2 separate regions of the Rattus norvegicus genome follow, and region 2 is linked to region 1. A link is a contact called in public Hi-C data. All regions are on one chromosome and are shown on one strand. The core of a region is the stretch at or near the end of the contact, and the rest is flanking DNA. Distances in the headings are between cores, read along the strand shown.

The links. A called contact is a pair of places that touch in the nucleus more often than the background predicts.
Region 2: a contact with region 1 is called in a Hi-C map of hepatocytes, with 2.4 times the contacts expected there. The contact joins the promoter of Hnrnph1 here to the promoter of Mgat4b in region 1. A contact is called at or near these places in 6 of 12 Hi-C or Micro-C datasets (the Rat2 cell line, Schwann cells, frontal cortex and 3 more).

Annotation. Positions count from the first base shown.
Region 1 is chr10:35,045,562-35,053,510 of GRCr8, forward strand. It overlaps Mgat4b (alpha-1,3-mannosyl-glycoprotein 4-beta-N-acetylglucosaminyltransferase B), which reads left to right and starts at 4,951. Exons shown (of 15, transcript NM_001127533.1): 1 at 4,951-5,308. The coding sequence starts at 5,212.
Region 2 is chr10:35,191,150-35,199,098 of GRCr8, forward strand. Hnrnph1 (heterogeneous nuclear ribonucleoprotein H1) reads left to right here and starts at 3,484. Exons shown (of 14, transcript NM_080896.2): 1 at 3,484-3,546; 2 at 4,047-4,183; 3 at 5,389-5,544; 4 at 5,741-5,884; 5 at 7,374-7,512. The coding sequence starts at 4,087.

The DNA.
Region 1 (7,949 bases), core at 3,701-6,200:
CATGTAGGTCTGGGGGAATCAAAATGAGGTCCTCAGGCTTGGCCGCCAATGACTGTGCCCACTGAACCATCTAGCCAGTCCTGGTGGTGGCTGTTGTTGTTTGAAATAAGAGTACAGAACGGTGAGCTTCTGCTGGACATTTCACATGTACATGTCATCATAGACCTGTGAATTAAGCCTATAAGTCCAGCATGTGGGAGGCAGAGGCAAAGGGATCCTGAGTTGGAGGCCAGTGGTAAGAACTTGACAACAAAACCCCAGAAAAAAAAAATTAAGGGTAGGAGAGATGGCCCAGTGGTTAAGAGCATTGAGTGCTCTTCCAGAGGTCCTGAGTTCAAATCCCAGCAACCACATGGTGGCTCACAACCATCTGCAATGGGATCTGATGCCCTCTTCTGGTGTGTGTGAAGACAGCCACAGTGTACTCATATAAATAAAAATTAAGAAAGATTCCTTTGTGTTTGTTGATGGCAGTTAGACCCTACCTCCTCTCCCCTGTATCTTCCTGATCATCTTTCTCTGTGGACCTCGTCTCTGTGGCCTTGGACAAGGTGGACAGGTTCTAACAGGGCAGTGGCCGGATCAACATCAAAGCATTCATGTTTGTATTCTTTGTTTGGTTTGATTTCTGTTTCTCGAGACAGCGTTTAATTCTGTAGGCTAGGTAGACTAGGATGCACTATACAGTCCAACCTGGGTTTGAACTTGAAGCAATCCTCCTGCCTCAGTCTGCCTGGGATTGGGATTATGAGTATAAGCCACCATTTAAAAATATTTTATCTATTCCTTTTTTTTTTGTATGTTTGTTTGTTTTTTCAAGGCAGGGTTTCTCTGGGTAGCCCAGGCTGTCCTAGAACTCACTCTGTAAACCAGGCTGACCATGAACTCCAAGATCTGCCTGCCTTATATAAAATAAATAAATCTTTAAAAAAAGGGGGGGGGGCTGGAGAGATGGCTCAGTGGTTAAGAGCACCGACTGCTCGCTCTTCCAGAGGTTCTGAGTTCAGTTCCCAGTAACCACATGGTGGCTCACAACCATCTGTAATGGGATCTGATGCCCTCTTCTGGTGTGTCTGAAGACAATGACAGGGTATTCACATATATAAAATAAATACATCTTTAAGATCTGCCTGCCTCTGCATCCGGAATGCTGGGATTAGGGGCGCGTGCTGCCACTGCCCTGCTCTTTCAGGCTCGTTCACTTATTTGTGGGCAACTTCGTGTGTGTTTTGTATGTAGAGACTCTCATGTAGCTGAGACTGGCCCTGAACTGCCTTTGTAGTCGAGGATGAACCTGAACTGTCTTTTATTTTTTTTATCCTAAAAAAAAAAAGAATTTGGGTGTTTTGCTTGAGTGAATGTTTGTGTGCAGTGCTCTCGGAGGCCAGAATCAGCAGCCGATTCCTTGTGAGCCTCCAGTGGGTGTTGGGAGTCAAACCCTTTTCCTCTTGCTCTCAACAGTTGAGCTATTTACTCTTTCCAGGACTCTTAATCAATTCTCCTGCTTTCTGCTGTCAACCCCATCATACATCACAGACCCATGTCTTAGAAGGCAATGCCTGGGGGGCTGGAGAGATGGCTCAGTGGTTAAGAGCCCCCGACTGCTCTTCCAGAGGTCCTGAGTTCAATTCCCAGCAACCACATGGTGGCTCACAACCATCTGTAAAGAGATCTGATGCCCTCTTCTGGTGTGTCTGAAGACAGCTACAGTGTACTCATATATAATAAATGAATAAATCTTTAAAAAAAAAAAGGCGATGCCTTCTGAACAACTGAAATGCAAATTTAGAAAAACATTTCCTAAAACCTGCAAATACCCGTGATTCTCCTTAATTTGTAATATCTAGAAGCAGGACTAATATCATAAATATGATGTCACCAACATGAGTGTAACTATCCTTTTGAAGTGCCCTGCCACGAGTCTAGTTAAGGTAGATGAAATTCCTGACATCTGTTGTGACAGTCACACAGACTGGGAAATCTACAGGACGCTGTTCCCATTCTTAACTGAAGAACACACCAAGTTTCACTCAAAGGCTGGTGAATCCATGTGTGGCTTTTCTATTTTTCTTAGCTCTATTCTTGACTCCCCCAGGGCTGGACCCCTAGACTACTTCCAAAGGCTGTCCTAGAACATGGCCTGAGGGCTGTGATCATAACAGCTGGATGTCTCCAGTCTTTTAATCCCAACGCTGAGCTGCACAGTGACTTACAGGCCAGCCAGGGTTTCACAGTGAGTCACTGACTCCGAAAAAGGAAGGGGTGTGTGTGTGTGTGTGTGTGTGTGTGTGTGTGTGTGTGTGTGTGAGAGAGAGAGAGAGAGAGAGAGAGAGAGAGAGAGAGAAAGAGAGAGAGAGGCTGTTTTCACTATGTGAAAAGCTAGGAGAACAAAGGAGGAAAAGCCCAGAGCTGGGCTTTTGAAAGGAAAGCAGGTTTTTCTGGGCCCCTGTGGCTCCGTTCTCCCTGAGTAGGACCTGAAGCTGAACCTCAGGTAAAGGTGTGTTGCCAGCTACAAGGCAGCGTGCAGAGCCAGGAAATGTCCGGAGGGACTTTAGGTGGCAAGCAGGCCCCAGATTAATTAATTACTACAAAGGCAAAGATGGTGGAAAATAGGACACGTGCCAGACAATGCTGCCATTTTCAGAGGACAAGGCTGTAAGGTAGACAGGCTGCTGTGAGGTCCTACTCCTTAGACATGGGCCCTACCTAACCCCATGTCCTGTTTCTCCAGAGGGCCCTCCTCCAGAGGGACATCAGGGACCTTCTCGCATTCCTGTTCCCCTACTCCAAGGTAGTAATGGGATGGAGGAGATCAAAGGTGATCACCTGCAGCCCATCTCCTTCACACCCACTGGCTTAATAATTATAGCATTTTCCTTAAATCATCCACGTAAAACCTAGATGCGCTTTTGTTGTTTAGTTGATGCCGGTATTGAGTGCATTACCCCTCAGCTCCATCTCCAGCTCTAATATTCTAATATACCTTCATTGCTTGGGTTTTAGATGTGTGTGTGTGTGTGTGTGTGTGTGTGTGTGTGTGTGTGTGCAGTAGTTGTTGTGAGCCCCCTGATAAAGCTGCTGGGAACCTAACTGGGGTCCTCTGGAAGAGCAAGAAGTCACATAAGTACGTTTAACTTTAACTACTGAGCTATCCCTCCAGCCTTCTTGTTTGTTTCTAGGATAGTTACACCATATAGTATAGCTCTACTTGACTCAGAATTTCGAATTTTCTATGTATTTCAAGCTAGTCTCAAACTGTTTGGGGGTGGGGGAGACAACATGGGCTCATGCAATGGCCTCCGCTGCCTGGGTGCTGGGATCGGAGGCATGTGACACACTATACTGACCCCACTGTTGTCTTTTAAACAAAATTAAGATTTTATATGACTAAAATGAAGACTTGCTATTCTTTGCCACCCAGAGAAGAGCCCTATGAAAACAGGAAAACGAACCAGGGTACTTCTCTTCAGAAAGCTCCAACAAGATCAGGTGTGGAAATCAGGCTGTACCCTGCTCTAAGTCACTCCAAACTGTACAACATTGGCTTTGGGCTGTGCCTTGCCTTCTGTTGCTCCCCACCCTAATGTTGCCCCCAGGATCTTACTATGCAGCCTTCACTAGCCAAGAATTCTAAATGTAGACCAAGCCTTCCTTGAACTCATAAGGATCCTCCTGCCTCCTGGGTATAGGCCACTGCACTGTGCATACATATATACATATTCATATATATGTGTGTGTGTGTGATCGCCACTGTAGCTTCTGCTTTACTGAGACCATCGCCCACCCCGCCGTGTGTGATCACACCTCCCCTCCCCAACCCCCGCGCACGCACGTCACCATTCCAAGCAAGGTCCTTCGGGACATCCATCATACACATATATGTGGGTGGCACTGTCGTGCCATAGGGACCATACGGAGATCGGAGAACAAATTGCAGGAGTCGCTTCACTCCTCCCACCCTGTGGAACCTGAGCAATGGAACTCAGGCTTGGTAGCCGTCATCCCTCTGGTCTTAGGTAGTAGCTGCATGCTACAAAGTAGCATTTAGTTCCATTTTGAATGGCGATGAGACTGGAGAAGGGAAGTAGACTTAGCGCTTCCAAAATGCATGCCCCTAGGCTGCCTTGGCTCAGCGAGTCCTTTCGTTCTGTGTCCAGTTCCTGATTCCGCAGAGGCCTGGAGGGAAGTCTGTAATAAGTTCTTATATGAAGGTGCCGGAAGAGACGGCAATAAAGTCTGAGGCGCCGCTGTACAAACAGGAGCCAGAGCCCGCGTCACCCTGCGGACCCGTGCCCTTCTAAACTACAGGGTGAGCCTGACACCCGCCCACGGCACGCTTGGCACCGGGAAGCTAGCTGGCTGGGCTCCGGAGGGTGCTCCACACCTACAAACAACTGCTCTGTTACTCCGGAGAGCGGCCCATTGTCATTGTTCCATAGAGTAGGAGCGCCTCCCCCGGTCCGTAGCATACTATCCGAGACACAGCAGAGAATGCCTTGAGAACGAAGTACTAGTGGGCGCAAAAATGGGCAGCGAGCACTTGTGGCCAGCCTTCTAGCTAGAGACAACCTCAGCTCGGCTACAACGGGCCCCTCCCAAGCCAGACCCTCTCCGTGGGGAGGAGGGTTTGAGAGTCTAGATGTGGGGACTTGCTCGTGGGATCTTCCTGAAAGGAGTCTTATGGGGGACAGGCGCCTTCTCCGGCTGTCCCTGCTGCACAATAGCTGACCCTCATTCATCACCACTGTAGCCACGACTTTCCTGGGGGCTGCTATTCCACGCGCGTGCCACGATCCCTAGGCGGGCCCGCCGGGATCCCAGGAGCTGGCCTCCTACCCCGCCCCCTCCCGGTGCTCCCAGCGGCATCGAGTGATGCGGCCCCTTTAAATCCCGGCCGCCCCGCCCTTCGCCCGTCGACTCGGCGGCGGTCCCGGATCCAGCCGGGCCGCGGCTCTTGCCGCCTTGCCCCAACCCTGCTCTGCCCGGGCCCAGCCTCAGATCGAGGCCGCCAGCGCCGTGCACCGCGGAGGAGCAGCCCGCACGCATCCCCCACCTCCACCCCGGTTCCCGCCCTGCCCGTAGCGGTCTCTCCCGGGCCCGCAGTTCCTCCGGGGCCGGGGCCCCCGCCGCCTCCGGGCCCCCGTGCCCGGGCCCCGGTCCCCCGGGCCATGCGGCCTCGGCCCCGCCGGCGCCCGCCGCGCACTGGGGGAGATGAGGCTCCGCAATGGCACCTTCCTGACGCTGCTGCTCTTCTGCTTGTGCGCCTTCCTCTCTCTCTCCTGGTACGCAGCGCTCAGCGGCCAGAAAGGTGAGCCCCCACCCCGCCGCCGCCCGCTCAGGCCCGCACCGGGAGCACCTGAGCCTCTCCCATCCTCGCCCCACTTGTTTGCTTTTGGCATAACGAAATTCCCTGGTCAGGCCTGGCGGAGGGGGGCGAGTGGTTACCAGATCCCCGCCTCCGTGTGGCGCTCAGAACTGGCCTCTGCCTGCGGTTATCCCATGCCAGGGGCGGGCGCTCCCACTGGCAAGTTAAGGACCTATGGAGTTCCCACAGAGGGGCAGAGACACAAGGTCACAGAGGTAGTTGTAGTCAGGTGTACCCAGAGAACCTGGCGCAGGCTCTTGGACAAGCAGGCACAGTATTGTTGAGACAGGTGAGGAGATATAGCCAAGGCATCCATACCCCTGCCCCATCCACTGCTGTGCTCTGCAGCAGCTCTGCTCCCGTGGGTGCTGCTCCCTGGGGGCCTTCAGCCTCCTCCATGGCATCGGGTCCCAGGGTTTCTCTGTAGGGCCTCCTGAACAGCTAGCCCAGAAACCCTGATATGTGATCACTTTGTGGGATTTCCTTGGCCCTCCCTGATGCAGCTTCGAAGCTTGGGTTCCCAGCCTGGCCAGCTGCCTTGGGAGTAAAACGACACAGGCCCTAGCACTGCTAGGAAACCTTCTGAGCTAGGTTTGAACTGAGTGGAAGCTGAGCATTTCAGAGACCATGATCTACCCAGTCTGGACTCAGGAGGCTGGGAGCTGCTTCCTTCCTTCCTGCCTTCTGCTCTTCCTGTCATATCAGGCTGAGGTGGGCTAGCTCTCTCCCTCCCTCAGGCAGGCTTTCTGTTCCCCAGGGTTATGCTAAATGAGTCAGGGGGTCCAGGGAGGAAGCTTGTGGCAAGTCCACTCCTGGCACCAGGCTCCTCCTGCCTGTCCAGCCCAGTCTCCTCTAGGACTTTCCCTGTTTTGGTTGGAGGTCTGGACTGGTCTTGAGAGAATCATAAGCCAAGAACTCTGAGGAGAGATTTGCTAGGGCCTGGCACAGAGAGAGTGTGGGGTGGGATGGCTAGGGGATGGCTCTCTGAAGGTAGGGCGTGGCACCCAGAAGGGTACATTTTGAGCCCTTGAGAGAATAGCCATGAAAGGCTATGATGGCTGTAGTGGAGCAATGTCTGAAGAACTGGAATCAGGTTGTCCCACTGTGGTAGGACCATTAGACTGTGTCTCATCCTCATTTGGTAGTGATTCCCGTGTGCTTACTGTAGCAGTCACTTGTCCCCATCTGATGTTAGGATACCTCCTAAGGGAGCAAGCCAGGAGACTAGCATTCTGAGGGCATGGCGAACAAGAGAATCAGAGCAGTATAGGACTCAGATACAGAGTTCTTCCTCTTGAGGCACAAGTCTGTAGGCATGGAGAGAGTAGTGACAGAGTCCACCTTGTCTGAGGGCTGTACTGTTTCCATGGGTATCCAGCAAGGCCAGCTGTCTAGAAGTCAGGAGTCTGTGGACTGTGTGAACCTTTCTCATTCTTCCATGCAGATAACTCAGTATCAAACTCAGCCAGTCAGCCACCAGATTGAAGCTGGTTTCCAGTTTGTAGCAGATATAGGGCTCAGGAGAGGAGGGTCCAGTACTTAGGGGAAGAGCAAAAGAACCAGAAGGGAGGATGTAGGCAGGGATCCAGAGAGAGTCACCCTAGAGCCTGGGTTAAGAATGGGAAAGATGGGGTTGGGGATTTAGCTCAGTGGTAGAGCGCTTACCTAGGAAGCACAAGGCCCTGGGTTCGGTCCCCAGCTCCAAAAAAGAGAACCAAAAAAAAAAAAAAAAAAAGAATGGGAAAGACTGGGGTTGGGGATTTAGCTCAGTGGTAGAGCGCTTGCCTAGGAAGTGCAAGGCCCTGGGTTCGGTCCCCAGCTCCGAAAAAAAAAAGAACCAAAAAAAAAAAAAAAAAAAAAAAAAAGAATGGGAAAGACTCAGACTTGGCCAGATGCACCTAGGGTTCAGGACTCAAGTTCAAATCCAACCTTGGCTATATCTGTTGAAGCAGCCAGACTTTCAGGGATCAAACTAGAGCCCCAGCCAAATAGTTGCTGAGCTTGCACCTCAGAGAGAGATCCACACAGCCCTTCTCAGGGTCCAGCCCATCCTCTCACTGGACCCTTGCTCTCCTAGAGTCCTTGGAGACTGCACAACCTGGAGACAGAGTGGACACCTGCCACTCTCCACCTCTACCCCACCCCCTTCCCTCTTGCAGGTCCATGGCAAATCTTTGGCTGGGTTTGCCATCTTCCTGTGGTCCTGAGCCTATTGCCCCTTCCCTAAGGACAATGTGCAAAGTTTATACCCCAGCTTGGCTCCGAAGTCTGTTTTCTCTGCCAAGAGAGAGCCAGGTGGAACATTGTGGTTCGTAGCCCTCAGGGCAATGTTAATTATCCTGCTTGTAGGGCATCACAGGTTCCACACTCGCTAGAGTCTCTTATGGTATGGTCACTGCTGCAGTTCTTACCCGGGGCTAGGTCCATCCTGCTTTCCTGGGATAGGAAGGTATGGATGGAAGCCAAAAGTCCTCTGCTTCAGAGGAAGGCCTATCCTGATGTGCTCCAGATACCCAGAGAGACCAAAGAATCCCCAAGCCCTTACCACTGACCTACCTCACTATCCAGCCCACTAGAGATGTGG
Region 2 (7,949 bases), core at 2,234-4,733, 140 kb after region 1:
CCAGTGTGCATATGGGGCACTGACCTCTGGTTCTGTGGAAAAGAAGCAAATGTCTTAACCATTAGGAAATCTCTCGGGGGTTGGGGATTTAGCTCAGTGGTAGAGCGCTTGCCTAGCAAGCGCAAGGCCCTGGGTTCGGTCCCCAGCTCTGGGAAAAAAAAAAAAAAAAAAAAGAAATCTCTCCAGCCCCTTACATAAACCTTTTATAGATTATTTACAGATTGGATTGTACATCACATTTACAGATAAGAAATCCATCTAGGCTCAAAGAACAACAAAGCTACTGCTGCTTTGAGAAATGCAAGCCACACATGCATTTTACACCCTGAAGCAGAAGACAGGATTCACATTACCCTTTAGACACTTGGAGTATGTGCAGCACCATCTGACCCCTCATCTTTCTGGGGCAGAACCCACATATGACCCTCCTCCTCTGTTAGGCCAAAAGCATTAGTTTATTTAGGGTAATAAGCAATCAGAAGTGGAAGCTACACAGATAATCCCATTTCTTCCAGAATATAGCAGCAGGAGCTGGGGGGACGGCTTTGCCAGGAAAGGCACTTGCTTTCTCAGGCCTCAGAATCTGAGTTTGATCCTTCACTCTGAAGACTCTGAGCCTGGCTTATTAAATTTAATATCTGAAGTATCTTCTGCTGCCCAATCTGCTTTTCTGCGGAAGAGATCTTTATAGTATTATGTGAGCAGCACCCATGAGACAGCTGTGGTGGTCCAATCTTGTAATTCTAGCATTCTGGAGCCTGGAGGAGGAGGATGCCGCCTCTGGACACCTGGCTAGCCTGGGCTATAACCTGGGATGCAGAGACTCTGGCTCAAACAGAGAAGAAAGCACATTAAGACCAAGAGAACAGTTAAGAAAAAGCATGAAGAGAAAGCAGATCTTGGTGAGTTCAGGGCCATCCTAGTCTACATAGTAAGTTCTAGGCCAGACAGGGATATAGAGTAAGATTCTGTCTAAAAAGAAAAAAATAAAAGGAAAGAGGCACTAATTTAGTCGGAAAGGCCTCAAAACTCCTGGGACCTGACTGCTCTGCTGTGATTAAAGGTGTGTGCAACTTTTTATGTGAGAAAGCTTTGTGTTGGGCAATCTACATTAATGGCCATACCATAAAATGTATTCAGTAGTGATCAGATACAAATAGTTACCATCTTCCCAGTTTGAAATTACTAAGGATTAAAGGAAAGGGCACTGCCAGTGTTAGGGAAATTGAACTTAGGCGTGTGGAACCCTTGTATACAAGAGGATCTCCAAACTCTGCCATGATTAGAAGTTACAAAAATATTCAAGAGCCTTCTGCTGAATAATTGTCCGTCAATAAATCCTAAATTGTATGTGGCGGCATACATGCCTTAATCCCATCACTCTGGAGGTAGAGGATCAAACACTCAAGGCCAAGCTTGACTATAGAGGGAGTTAGGGACTGGCCTGGGATATTTGCAACCATGACTCAAAACAATCTACCCTAAGGAAAGCACTTTTATCTATATACATTGCATTTACCCTTACTATCGAAAAATAACCTTCCTATACAACTAGAATAGAGTTTAGAGAAACATCATAGGAAGTGGTTGTGTTGTCAGAAGAGAAACATTTTTCCCCTTTCAGGTTAGAGACCTGGAAGTCCTAAGTTGAAATGACTCTCCCATCTCACTATCTCAAGTAGTTGGGACTACAGACACACTATTGTGCAAAGCGATCAGAGATGATTAAAACAAAAAATGGTATGTGTGTGTTGTGTGGTCAAGTGGTAGGATTGATTTGCCCAAAGCCTCTCTCGAATGCATCACTCCCCCATATATGTAATCATAAACCACTGGTCTTAGGTCATCTAACAAGACTAGAGCTCTCAAATGGTGTGAATTAACTAGTGAAGAGTACATTTTTGGTAATCTATTTCATGTCTCAAGACCATGTAGGGGGTAATGTACATGCTAAGCAAGCATTCTACCACTAAGATTTCTCTCATCTTTCTTGAGACAGGCTTTCACTAAGCTTCCCTGGCCGCCTCGAACACACTCTGTTGCCCCGGCAGGTCTTGAAGTTGTAGTTCTCCTGGGCTGGGGTTGTAGTCTTGCTTTTCACCCACCTACTGGCCTGGAGACTTGGGAGTCTCACTTTTGATGAGCTAAGCTAGTGTTTTCCGTCTCCTCTAGATAGCTCCTTTGCAGGTGAGGTCATGCCCCACTATTCTCCCAGCCTGTTTCATCGGAGTTTCCCTTACACCTGAAGGTTCATGTTACACAGCTCCTGTTGCTCTCTTGCTGAAAGCTTCTGTCTACTTAACACCCTTGCGCAGACTTAAAAGGTCCAAGTTCTGCATGCTGTCTCTGCACCTTTCCTTTGATGACCACCACCCCCTTAAAAAAAACTATCCAAAGTGGATTTAGCCTCCTCAATATTGTACTTGAAAGAAAAACGTAATTTTGACCGCGACCTCTTGTGATGGCATTCAGAGGCATACCAACTGTGGTACCCACTGTGGCACCACCAAAACAATAACACTATTGTTAATTTCTACCAGGTCTGGCAGGGGTGGGTCAGTCAAATCCGGAGAGACTCCGAACATCATCCGTATTCTGCTGTGTTGCTGGAATTCTAACTTTTTACCCATTTATCTCTGTAAGTGCACACGAGATGACCCGGAGGTGTCTCCACCTGGGAGAGGTACATCGGTCGGGCGCCGCGCTCTGGGGTTGCGTCCTCCGCGCACCTGGTAGTCTCAGCCTTCACTCGCGAGGCGCAGCACACAGAGCGCTTCTCGTGCGAGGGCCCGCGGCCTTGGGAAGGCGAGGGGTTCGCAGACTGCGAGTTCGTTAGGCAAAGTGGGATACAGGACTAGCTCGGGCACTGACAGCCCATGTGGGTCGGGGACTGATCCCCTAAAGCGGGCAGGTAAGGGGACTGGTCCTAGGCACCCCACGGTGATCTGGGATTTGGGCGCAGGGGCGGGGCGGTACGGAGAGGAGGCTCGGCATAAACCGGCCTTCCAGCTCCTACGCGTTCTAGGGAGAAAGGGCATGGCTTCCTTTTCCTCCTGCTGTCTTTCAAAACTGACAGGAACGCGGAAGAAAAGCTGCGGATTAAGGGTAGAACAACCGCCCCTGTAAACCTGAACTCTGGATTATTACCCAGTCCCTGCTGGGAGCTGATTATCGCCATTCCCCTCCCCCACTCTGGCGGGTAGGTCTAGAGAACGGTTTGAAGGCAGACGCATGCGCTTTAAGTAAAACGATAAACCGCTGAGACGCCAAGCGCAATAATTGCAAAAGGGCGCAGGCGCAGGAAGAAAAAAACCCCTCGGTCAGTTTATGAAGGGGCCGGAGCCCAAACGCATGCGTGTAATAATGGGCTAGCGGGAGAGAGCGCAGGTTTTCTTAATACGCATGCGTTTAATCTTTGTGTGACGCGAGTGGGGCGGGGCCGGCCACGGGGTGCGCGTGCGCAGAGTTTGCTCGGAGGGCTTTATTTAGGCTGCGCAGGCGCTCTCCTATCATTTTTCCTCAGCCACGCCGAGGCTTTGTGTGGAGGTGAGTGGTGTTCTGTCTTCGTTTGCTACCAGAGCCCTCCACGGACGCCTATTTTGGTGACGATTGCTTGTCGCTGAACTTAGGTTAAAACCTGGGGGGCCGTGGCAAGCACAGGCTACCCCTGGAAACCGCGAGTGTCTCGCCGGCGTGGCAGCGCCGCCTAGGCCTGCAGGCCGCGCCGCTTCTATTGTGTGAGATGTCTGAGGAGGCGGAGCGGAAGCGGCGGCCGCCATTTCCTTGTCTCCACCATGGCTGTAGGCCAGGGTTTTCTTAGCCTAGACCCTCCTCAGCACTGAGCGCACAGAGTGGTGTTGGGGATCGGGTCGCTAGCCGAGGCCGGGTTGCATGCTTGAGTCTCCGGGGTCAAGGCAGCGTACCGGGCGGGGCTCCCGTAGCGGCGCCCGGTCGAACCCCGCAGGGCGCCTTGAAGTGGGAGGGCCATTTAAATGACTGTTTCTTAGACGTGTTCCTAACAACCCCACCCCCCTCCCACCCCGCAGCCCTGCAGTCTGTTTCGACGCCAGGACCAGCGAAGAGACGATGATGCTGGGAGCAGAAGGCGGAGAGGGCTTCGTGGTGAAGGTCCGGGGCTTGCCCTGGTCCTGCTCCGCGGATGAAGTGCAGCGGTTTTTTTCTGGTGAGTTGAGGCGGGAGTTGTCAGTGGGGGCCCGCGGCTGGGCCGGGCGGGGCGGGGCGGGGCGGGGCGGACCTCTGGGCGCCCCCTAGCGAGTCGCAGGCACCAGCGGTTCCCGGGCTCGCGCTCTGCCAGCCGCTGTTACGCAATGGTAATTGCGAAATGCCCCCTCCTCCCGCCCCCCTCCCCTTCTCCCATTGGGATGCTGGTGGCCCTGCAGAATCTTTTCGGTCTCTAAGCACCAATCTGTGCATTTTGGAATTGTCTCTGAAAGAATTCAGTAGGGAAAGATATGATTTCTTTCCTGGTCTTGAAAAACAAATGGAGCAGTACAGACAAGTGATAGTAATTTCCCCTTTGAAGCGCTACTGCACTTCCTTACATATATTCACTTGAAAAGAGGCATTCTGCTTTGGAAAAGTTCATTTTTCCTGATTAGGATTTGGTCCTTGAATTCATGCTCTAGGTCTAGTTAATTAAAAAACTGGATCCCTTTACAACTGAGAACCCTGAAACCCAAGAAAGTTTTGTCACTGTAGAATCTTACTTATTTTTACACTATGTGTAGGCTTTCTGAATAATTTCTATCAGAATCTTATTCCCACTGTTGTAAGAGAAGAGAGGTGTATTTCAAAAACATTGACAAGTTTCGTAAAAAGGTACCTGTAGTGTTGACCTTACTGTCTGAATTTAGCTGTGGTAACAGAAAACGACCTGTAAAACAAGACTCAAGTATACTGGAAGCAATGGCAGGGGGCAGTTGCCATCGGGTTTGACTTGAGCTGTGCAGTTTGGAGCCTTTAGTTGTTTACATTGATGCCCTTTCAGGTGAGTATTGAGCTGGAGTTTGGATTTGAGTGAGCAGTTATGTGGCTGCTGATAGAGGAGAGCTGACATGGTACCCCACCCAGAAAATGCTGTGAGGTCACCAGGCCCAGATGAGGTTATTCTGAGACATTGTGCAGAGATGGTTAGTGGATACTTAGAGGCAAGGCAGTAGCTTCATTTGAACTGTTTTTGAGTATTAAGGTACCTTGATGGATTAGGAATATATCCTATATACCAGGTAATTTGATGGTGAGTGATCAGTTTAGTCTTTAGGAGTGGGTTTTTTTTTTTTTTTTTTTAATGATGACAGGAATATGCATCTCATCTGTATCACCCAGAGGTGGTTTTAAATTCTGTATTAAGCATTGTTTTCTTTTCAGACTGCAAAATTCAAAATGGGGCTCAAGGTATTCGTTTCATCTACACCAGAGAAGGCAGACCGAGTGGCGAGGCTTTTGTTGAACTTGAATCAGAAGATGAAGTCAAATTGGCCTTGAAAAAAGACAGAGAAACTATGGGACACAGATATGTTGAAGGTTTGATTTACATTGCCCTAGTAACAGTAAATGTTTAAACACATAGAGGTCTTACCCCTTCTGAATTTTAGGTATTTGACCGCATGGAAATGGTCATCTAAGGGAGTTTATGGCAGCTCTTCCTAGTTATCTAAAACCCAGGAAATCTGGACTTTGTTCTCTAACTTAATTGACTAATTCTAAGCACCTCTTTCAGTATTCAAGTCAAACAACGTTGAAATGGATTGGGTGTTGAAGCATACTGGTCCCAATAGTCCTGACACGGCCAATGATGGCTTTGTACGGCTTAGAGGACTCCCTTTTGGATGTAGCAAGGAAGAAATTGTTCAGTTCTTCTCAGGTATGTAGTCCTGTTTGTTGCTGAGCAGTGAGGTATGGCAGCTTCTGGCGACATGATTTAGTATTAGACTTTAAAGTTGAGTAGTCTAGGTACTGAAAGTAGGTTGCTGAATATATGTTGTAAAATTCACATTTTCTTCCTGGAGACCTTCAAATAACTTAAGCCCATCTTAAAAGGTGGAAATTAGAAGTATTTCCAAAGTGTTAACTTTGCCTATATTTAGTATTGTAGTTCAGAGTAGACCTTTGAGGATTCTACTCAGCCATCTTAACTACTTCCTCATATTGCTGTTTAGCAAAGTACTGCAAGTTAAAGGTAAGCTCTTTTTAACATTAGATTAGTGTTGAGTGTAGAGTGTTAGTTTATTATGGTGTTTGTTGTAAGAACTTATTTTTGGTCATGGGACCAGACATATTTTAGATAGTGTAATTTTCTGAATGAAAATTGTTATGAAAGGAACTTGGTTTAGCTAGTTTATTAGAGGTTAAAGTCAATTGTCGCAAGTGTAGGCTGTATGCTTGTAGTCTTTATGAAAACAGTATAGAAAGTTTTTGAAGTTGTTCTGGGCCTAAAGTATTTGAATGTTTTTATGTTGAAGAGCTGATAGGATTGCATGCTTAGCAGAATGTTAAATCTTATATGTTTTAAGTACTATTAATATTCTTGATGACATAAACAGAATTAGAAATCTTTATGGTTTTTAGCATAGTATGTATTAGAACTTTGACTATAGAACTATATATATGTATCAATTTGTAATATTTTGTAGTATCAAATCAAGTCTGTTTTGTTTTATCTAAATTGGTGAGAATTGAATGCTAATCTGTCAACGTTAAATATGAACATAATTTCATATCTTCTAGGAAAGTGCTTTAAGGCCTTTTTGTAAGCTTGGGAATGTATCCACGGGAAGGATTTTTCATAGACGGAATTTCCAGAAGTGAATCATACTACTGTTAGAACATAAGAGTGCATGATTGCTTTGTAGATAGTTATTGTTGAAAGTTTAGTTTGTATGTTTGTCAATTATGATTCTTAAGTAATGTTTTCAATTTTTATATAAATGTTTAAATGTATAATTTTAAAATTGAAGTTCCAATAACTTGAATTGAAATATGTAATGAGGTTAAAAGATACCTTATTTTACTTAGCACTGTTATTGTAATGCTTAAAAAATTTCAAGCTGTATAATTCTATTAAGTTGCATAGATGTTTTTAATTGTTGAATTCTTAATGCACCCTCTGGAGTATAAAGCTTTTTTTCCCTTTACTGTATATACTGTGCCTTGGGTGTGTTAAGAATTGAGTTATACTTTGTAATAGTGGAACTTCTTTTTATTGCAATGCATATTTTAAGAATACTTGTTGAAAGCATACCATTCACCTAAAGTTAAAATTCTGGTTTATTTAAAGCTATAAGAAGAATCATTTCTGGGCTTGTGATGTTAATATTGCCCCCCTACTGGGGTTATTTGTCCTTGGGTTGAAGGGTTGGAAATCGTGCCAAATGGGATAACATTGCCGGTGGACTTCCAGGGGAGGAGTACGGGGGAGGCCTTCGTGCAGTTTGCTTCACAGGAAATAGCTGAAAAGGCTCTAAAGAAACACAAGGAAAGAATAGGGCACAGGTGGGGATGGATGGTTGGTTGGATATGTCACTTTTCTTATGGTAAACAATTAAATCCATATTCTCTCTGCTTAGAAGGAGGAAATAACCCATTTCCTATTCCCAGTTAATTGATAACCTGCTATACTTCTAAATTTTCCTAGTTAATATATTGCATTCAAATTAAATTTTAGGTTTTAAGATTACCCCTAGTTTATTTGGTCTATCTTTACAATTTTGTAGGACTCTTAGCTTATTAACCCCAATCAATAGAGTTGAGAGACTATGGCTTTAAAAAATTACTACAAACCTGTCTTTAGCTGTAATAACACCCACATAGGCAATTAATATTACCATAAGAAAATGTGATACTTTCTGATCTTGTTTTTAAAGTTGAAATGCAACAAACTTTTTCTTGCTGTATAAATATTCTGCATATGTATTAATAAGCATAGCTTT